Regions from separate parts of the Ovis aries genome. Here region 1 is linked to region 2. A link is a contact called in public Hi-C data. All regions are on one chromosome and are shown on one strand. The core of a region is the stretch at or near the end of the contact, and the rest is flanking DNA. Distances in the headings are between cores, read along the strand shown. Region 1 overlaps PLEKHA6 (pleckstrin homology domain containing A6). Region 2 overlaps REN (renin).

What was found. A called contact is a pair of places that touch in the nucleus more often than the background predicts.
Region 1: a contact with region 2 is called in a Hi-C map of hypothalamus, with 4 times the contacts expected there. The contact joins two enhancer-like sites. A contact is called at or near these places in 4 of 16 Hi-C or Micro-C datasets (hypothalamus, muscle and tail adipose tissue).

Annotation. Positions count from the first base shown.
Region 1 is chr12:1,957,753-1,960,994 of ARS-UI_Ramb_v3.0, reverse strand. The region is part of intron 3 of PLEKHA6 (pleckstrin homology domain containing A6); the gene reads left to right. Among named protein-coding and RNA genes, the nearest start is that of PLEKHA6, 15 kb to the left of the region's middle. Within about 2 kb of position 1,819, at least 4 of the 54 cell types and tissues checked have an H3K27ac peak or open chromatin away from gene starts, as enhancers often do. A contact at or near this core is called in hypothalamus, where this site is marked.
Region 2 is chr12:1,788,026-1,791,262 of ARS-UI_Ramb_v3.0, reverse strand. It overlaps REN (renin), which reads left to right. Exons shown (of 10, transcript NM_001009299.1): 2 at 1,925-2,075; 3 at 2,566-2,689; 4 at 3,167-3,237. Among named protein-coding and RNA genes, the nearest start is that of REN, 3.2 kb to the left of the region's middle. Within about 2 kb of position 1,377, at least 22 of the 54 cell types and tissues checked have an H3K27ac peak or open chromatin away from gene starts, as enhancers often do. A contact at or near this core is called in hypothalamus, where this site is marked.

The DNA of each region.
Region 1 (3,242 bases), core at 570-3,069, 170 kb before region 2:
GTTCAATGCCTGAGGCTTGTAGAAAGCAAAGCCGGGATTCAGCCCCACGTCTGCCTGATTTCAGAGTCTGGCCTCTTAGCATCATGCCGCAGCTGTCTCCAGCATCCTCTGTGCCTCTCCTGGACAAGGGAGGCATCAATAAGCCCAGACTGAATGAGTGAGTGACTGAGTGAATGACTCTGGCCTGCTCTTCTTATTTTCACACAGTCCCCTGCATAATCAATTCCCTACAAAGGCTTATGACATTGGGTTGGTGGGTGAGTTAGAGACTGAGGGCCCCAGACATGAATCAGTTCAGTTCAGTTGCTCAGTCGTGTCCAACTCTTTGCGACCCCGTGAATCGCAGCACACCAGGCCTCCTTGTCCATCACCAACTCCCGGAGTTTACTCAAACTCATGTCCACTGAGTCAGTGATGCCATCCAGCCATCTCATCCTCTGTCGTCCCCTTCTCCTCCTGCCCCCAATCCCTCCCAGCATCAGGGTCTTTTCCAATGAGTCAACTCTTCGCATGAGGTGGACAAAGTACTGGAGTTTCAGCTTCAACATCAGTCCTTCCAATGAACACCCAGGACTGATCTCCTTTAGGATGGACTGGTTGGATCTCCTTGCAGTCCAAGGGACTCTCAAGAGTCTTCTCCAACACCATGGTTCAAAAGCATCAATTCTTCAGTGCTCAGCTTTCTTCACAGTCCAACTCTCACATCCATACGTGACCAGTGGAAAAACTATAGCCTTGACTAGATGGACTTTTGTTGACAAAATAATGTCTTTGCTTTTGAATATGCTATCTAGGTTGGTCATAACTTTCCTTCCAAGGAGTAAGCGTCTTTTAATTTCATGGCTGCAGTCACCATCTGCAGTGATTTTGGAGCCCCCCAAAATAAAGTCTGACACTGTTTCCACTGTTACCCCATCTATTTCCCATGAAGTGATGGGACCAGATTTCATGATCTTAGTTTTCTGAATGTTGAGCTTTCAGCCAGCCTTTTCACTCTCCTCTTTCACTTTCATCAAGAGGATCTTTAACTCCTCTTCACTTTCTGCCATAAGGGTGGTGTCATCTGCATATCTGAGGTTATTGATATTTCTCCCGGCAATCTTGATTACAGCTTGTGCTTCTTCCTGCCCAGCGTTTCACATGATGTACTCTGCATAGAAGTTAAATAAGCGGGGTGACAATATACAGCCTTGAAGTACTCCTTTTCCTATTTGGAACCAGTCTGTTGTTCCATACCCAGTTCTAACTGTTGCCTCCTGACCTGCATACAGGTTTCTCAAGAGGCAGGTCAGGTGGTCTGGTATTCCCATCTCTTTCAGAATTTTCCACAGTTTATTGTGATCCACACAGTCAAAGTCTCTGGCGTAGTCAATAAAGCAGAAATAGATGTTTTTCTGGAACTCTCTTGCTTTTTCAATCATTCAGCGGATGTTGGCAATTTGATCTCTGGTTCCTCTGCCTTTCCAACAGGTAATAATAAAAGTCAGCTATCCATATAACTTTGGAATCTGGGCTTCACTTTTTTCTTCTCCTTTTAGTGTGGTTGAGTCAAATTTCAATGAGCAAATACTGATATTTGGCCAGCATCAGATAAATCTGATAATTGTGTTCAATAGATCCTTCCCTTCATGGTGCTTGGGAGGTCATTCTTTGGTATTACACAACTGATGGCATTGCTCAAGCGTGTGTGCAGTTTTAAAGTGTCATTGAACAGAAAGGATATGCAGGGAGAAGAGAAAAAGCACAGGGTTAAAATGTGGGTAAAACCCATTGCAAGCCTGTGCTCATGCACACATAAACCCACTGGAGGGCACCAAAGCACGCATGACCGGCCCACTGAGGCCTTGAAAGGGCTGGCTCCCTGCAGAGGGTGGGTCCTCCCTGAGCTGACAGGGGCATCCTGACTGTCCTCTGCCACCCCTCAACCACTGTGGGCCTGGTGGAGTCCTCTGATGCTTGGAGATCTGGCCGGGTAACACTCATCCCTGATTTTCCCTGACCTGTGACTCCTTCCTGCTAAGGCAGCTGTCTGTGGAGCTTGTCAGTTCAGTCTCCAAGAGTGCGTCTCTCTTCAGCTGGCTAAGAGGGCGGTAGGACAGAGGTCCTTTCTGTGGAGGCACGCCCCCGTTACCCTCGCTCCCAGCCTGGGCCCTGCTGCCCCCGCCCCCCCCACCAGGACGCTGCCCTGTGACTGTGCCAGCTTGCACGGGCACCTCTGCCCCTCAGGGAGCCCCACCCAGCTGCTGTCACATCCTTGTTCTGGCCTGGATGCTTCCTCCAAGATGGGGCCAGGACGGGCTCTCTGCACCTGTGCCTCTGGTTCTGTCAGGGTGGGCTCAGTGCCGTGCCAGGGGCTGCAGGGGTGGGGTGGGGGCAGGCACCCAGGAGCCCAGGGCTGGCTCACAGGAATCATCAGTAGAGAGCCCAACCTGGGGGACCCCAGAGGAGGTGGTGTCCCAGGAAGTATGATGGAGCCTCGCAGGGCAAAGGAGAGAAGTCCCAGGGCAGCGAATCTGCGCGTTCGTCACCTGCCCAGCTCTGTCCTCCGAAAGGCGAGTCACACCTTGGAACAGTAAAGCATGAGACAGACGAGGAGAGAAGTGAGGCGTGGCGTGGCGCTCGGAGCAGACAAGCCCCATTTACAGACGAGGAAGACTGAGGCTCAGCAGCCAGGTCACTCGTTCAGAGTCCCTCATCTGGGAGCCAGGGCTCAATCTCAGGTCCTGAAGGAGAGTTTATCACCCGGGCTCCATTATCCGCTCCCCGCTTATTACCTTTCGGCAGGAGACACCGTCCAGGCGTGGCTGGATGGGGAAGGGGCAGACACATTTGAGGGGCAGTGCATCGCCCAGTTTAGTGGTCCCCAGTATTGTGTGGTGGGGGAGGTAGGCCCTCGAAAGGCCAGGAGCATGCGAGTGTTCAGAGACTGAATCCCTGACTGAGAGTTTTGGACTTTTTCTTCTAAGTGCTGGGGGATGTGGATTCCAAAGTGGAGGATGGATGGAGTCACAGAGGCACGTTCTTTGGAATATCCTCCCTTAAAACCACCTCCTCACTCCCTCCCAACCTAGGCCTTTCAGATGAGTCTTGCTCCCGCTCTGCTGTGTAAACAGAGAGGGACTTCAGACTTGGCGCAGGTGGACCATTTTCCGGCCCTGCCTCACCAGTCCTTGTTGGGCCTTGGAGACCCCTCGCCCCTTGCGCCCTGAAGCGCAGGTGGTGCTCCGGCAGCCAACCTCGCG
Region 2 (3,237 bases), core at 128-2,627:
GCTGCTGGGCTGGGGGCGTGGTGAGGGGGAGAGGCACTTCCCAGTGGCAGTATGTGTCTGAGCGTGGCCCCCACCCCCAGGATAAAGGGAGGGAAAGGAAAAAAACATTCTCCCTTGTCTCTTCAGAACGAGAAGAATGAAATTAGACCAGGGTGAAGAGGGAGTCAGGCTTTCCAAATGTACTTAGAGGAGTTTTGCTAACTGACATGAGCCTCAACATCCCCATGCAAGGCTTTGCGGCGCTCTGAAGGGCCGATTCCAGTCTCAAGGTGCAGTCATTGCCTTTTACACACAGACACCTTTTACAACATGTACTGAGCACCGGGCAACTCAATCTGCAAAGTGCGTACTCTCGGTGGTAGGTACTACCATTAAGTCCATTGTTACAGAGACCCAGAGGAGGTCAGGTAAGTTGCTCAGAGTCAGGCAGGTAGGAGGGGATTCGAGCACATCACCACGACCACTACACCCTCATCACAGAAGGCACGAGGCTGTGCAGCGCTGGTTACGGACACCCGGGGAAAACGGGGCAGGTGCCCAGGCAAAGGGGAGGCCAGCGTGGGGGCATGGGGGCTTCCAGGAGGCGGGGTGCACCCTGGCCTTAGAGGGCTGGAAAATGCTGGAAAGTGCTGGCGTGGGGGGGAGGGGGAGGGAAAGGGGAGAAGGAAGGGATTCTCTAAAAGGAGAGGGTAAAAGGAGCCCTCTCTGGGGTCTAGCCTTCTCTGTCCCTCCATTTTCCCATCTGTAAAATGAAAATAGTAAAGATACTCACCTCAGGTGATGGCTACGAATCAAATAGATCATAGTCGTGAAAATACTTTGTGGAACAATAGACCATGTTATGAATATGGCAAGTCATTTCTGTTAAAATATTAACACCAACAAGCATGAAAGTTGCATTCACGTTTGTGGGCAAAATGCATGGGGCCTGAGAAGGAAAGGCTAGTGCAAGTACAGAAGAAGGAATAGGGACCCTCCAGACTTTGGGCTGCAAGCCCGGGACCCCCAACAACGGCTCAGGCTGTGGCACACAGCCTTCACGTCGGAGTCCGGGGACCCCTCTGTGGGAGATGGGCCAGTCAGGGCACCTCGAATCCCTGCTGCACCTACTCCTGAGTCGCCTCATCCCTCACCCCGGAGTGAGGACAGCCAGCCTGCAGGATGGGAACGAGGTCACGTGGTGAGGGTGGCCTGCACCGCGCTGGGCGCCCGCACGGTGGCAGCTCAGGGCGACGTGAGTTTCCCAGTTCTCTTTAACTCCGCCTCCCGAAGGTGACAGGAGAGCACTGGGACAAGAAGCGGAGGGCCTGGGACCTGGGCTCAGGAAGACGCTTCTTCCCGAGGGCAGGCTGCACAGGCCCTGTGGAGACGCCTGCATTCCCCGACCCCGCCCAGTCCAGGCCCAGGGCCCTGGCCGGGTGCTGCCTGCTGCTTCCTGGAGCCCCCGCCCCGGCCGTGCGGGCATGTGCTGCCACCTGCAGGCCCCGCGTGGCACTGCCTCACCCATCCAGCCGTGAGCCGGCATGCCCAACCTTCACCTCCTTAGGGGGACGTCAGTGCTGTTTCCTCCTCCGTCTTCCCATCCGCTGGAGCCCCTCGAAGGCGGTGATGGTCTTTTTATCTCTAGCATCCAGCAAGGTGCAGGCACAGAGTAGGTGTCCAACCTGTGCTTGTGGAGTGAATGAATGAACAAATGACCTTAAAATGGTGAGCAAAATCAAGCAACAGGAGCGAGTTAGCTGAGGATCATTTAATACCAGCACAGGTAACCACGGAGTCTCCTTCAGAGACTTAACAGCTCAAGAGTGATCCCTAGGTGCCTGGGCTAAGGTTGGGGTAGTTTTATTAGAAGCTTCTAGAACTCTACCATTACTGTGGGAGGGGACAGAGCTCTTCTACTTTTTATTACTCCATCATGGGCCAGGATCTTCCTCAAGAAGATGCCCTCAGTCCGGGAAAGCCTGAAGGAGCGAGGCGTGGACATGGCCCAGCTGGGTGCTGAGTGGAGCCAGCTCACCAAGACTCTCTCCTTTGGCAACCGCACCTCCCCTGTGGTCCTCACCAACTACCTGGACGTGAGTGCCCAGCTTGGTCCCTTGCCCACTTCACTCTCTCCTTCTTCTCTTGGGCCTAAGGCATTTTTGCCCTTTCTGAGCACCTCACGAAATTCCCATTTCACAGCTGGAAAGACTGAGGCACAGAGGACCGGAAGGAGCCCAGAGGTGGGGTCAGGTTTGGAACTCAGGAATCCAGGCCCTGGGCCCCCAAGTACAGGTGTTGCAGGGGCAGGGGTTCAGCGAAGCATCAGGATTTCTGTGGGGCATGGGGCACCTCCCTGCTTCACTGGCAGTACATTTAATTTGCCCTCTGGTCTTACTGAGCCTCCCACTTCGTGTCATGAGACACTGCTAAGCCTCTGACTCCGTCCCTGCTGAAAATGGAAACCCAGACCACCCAGGCTACGTGGTCTGCCTCATTTCACCCCAAGTTCCAAAGGGCATATCAGGCAAGACCCCAAGGCTCCCCAAGCCCCTCAGGCCACCACCCCTCTCCTTCGTCCTGCAGACCCAGTACTATGGTGAGATCGGCATCGGCACCCCACCACAGACCTTCAAAGTCATCTTTGACACGGGCTCCGCCAACCTCTGGGTGCCGTCCACCAAGTGCAGCCCCCTCTACACGGCCTGTGGTGAGACCAGGGGCCCGAGTGCCTCCCCACGCCACTCCCCTGTCAGGCCAGGCCCAGCTCAGTACCTCCTGCTGCCCCCTGAGCTTCCTCCATCTGCCTCCGCCCCCTGCCCCTGAGAGGAGAGAATGTCATGGCCAAGTAAAAAGCAGGCTCCAGAAGGACTGAATTCTCAGGCCCATTTCAGAGCATAGGCTGTGTCCTCCTCAACCTCAGGGAACCGCTGAATGCTTCCAGGGACCAGAGTCCTCTCGCCAGCCTGGGATTAGCAATTACTTTAAGACACTTCATCTGAGACAAAGTTCTCAGAGACATGAGCACATTACAGGGGTCCAAGAAATACAGACCTTGATTGACTAACCACATTTTTCAAGCCTCCCAGCTCAGGGCCGCCCTGTCTTTGCACTCAGGCCCCACCCAGTGCCCGCCTCCAACCCCTTCCCCGGGCTTCTCGGCCCTGAGCCTTTGTCTCCCCGCCAGAGATTCACAGCCTCTACGACTCCCTGGAATCCTCCAGCTATGTGGAGAATGGGACGGAGTTCACCATCTAC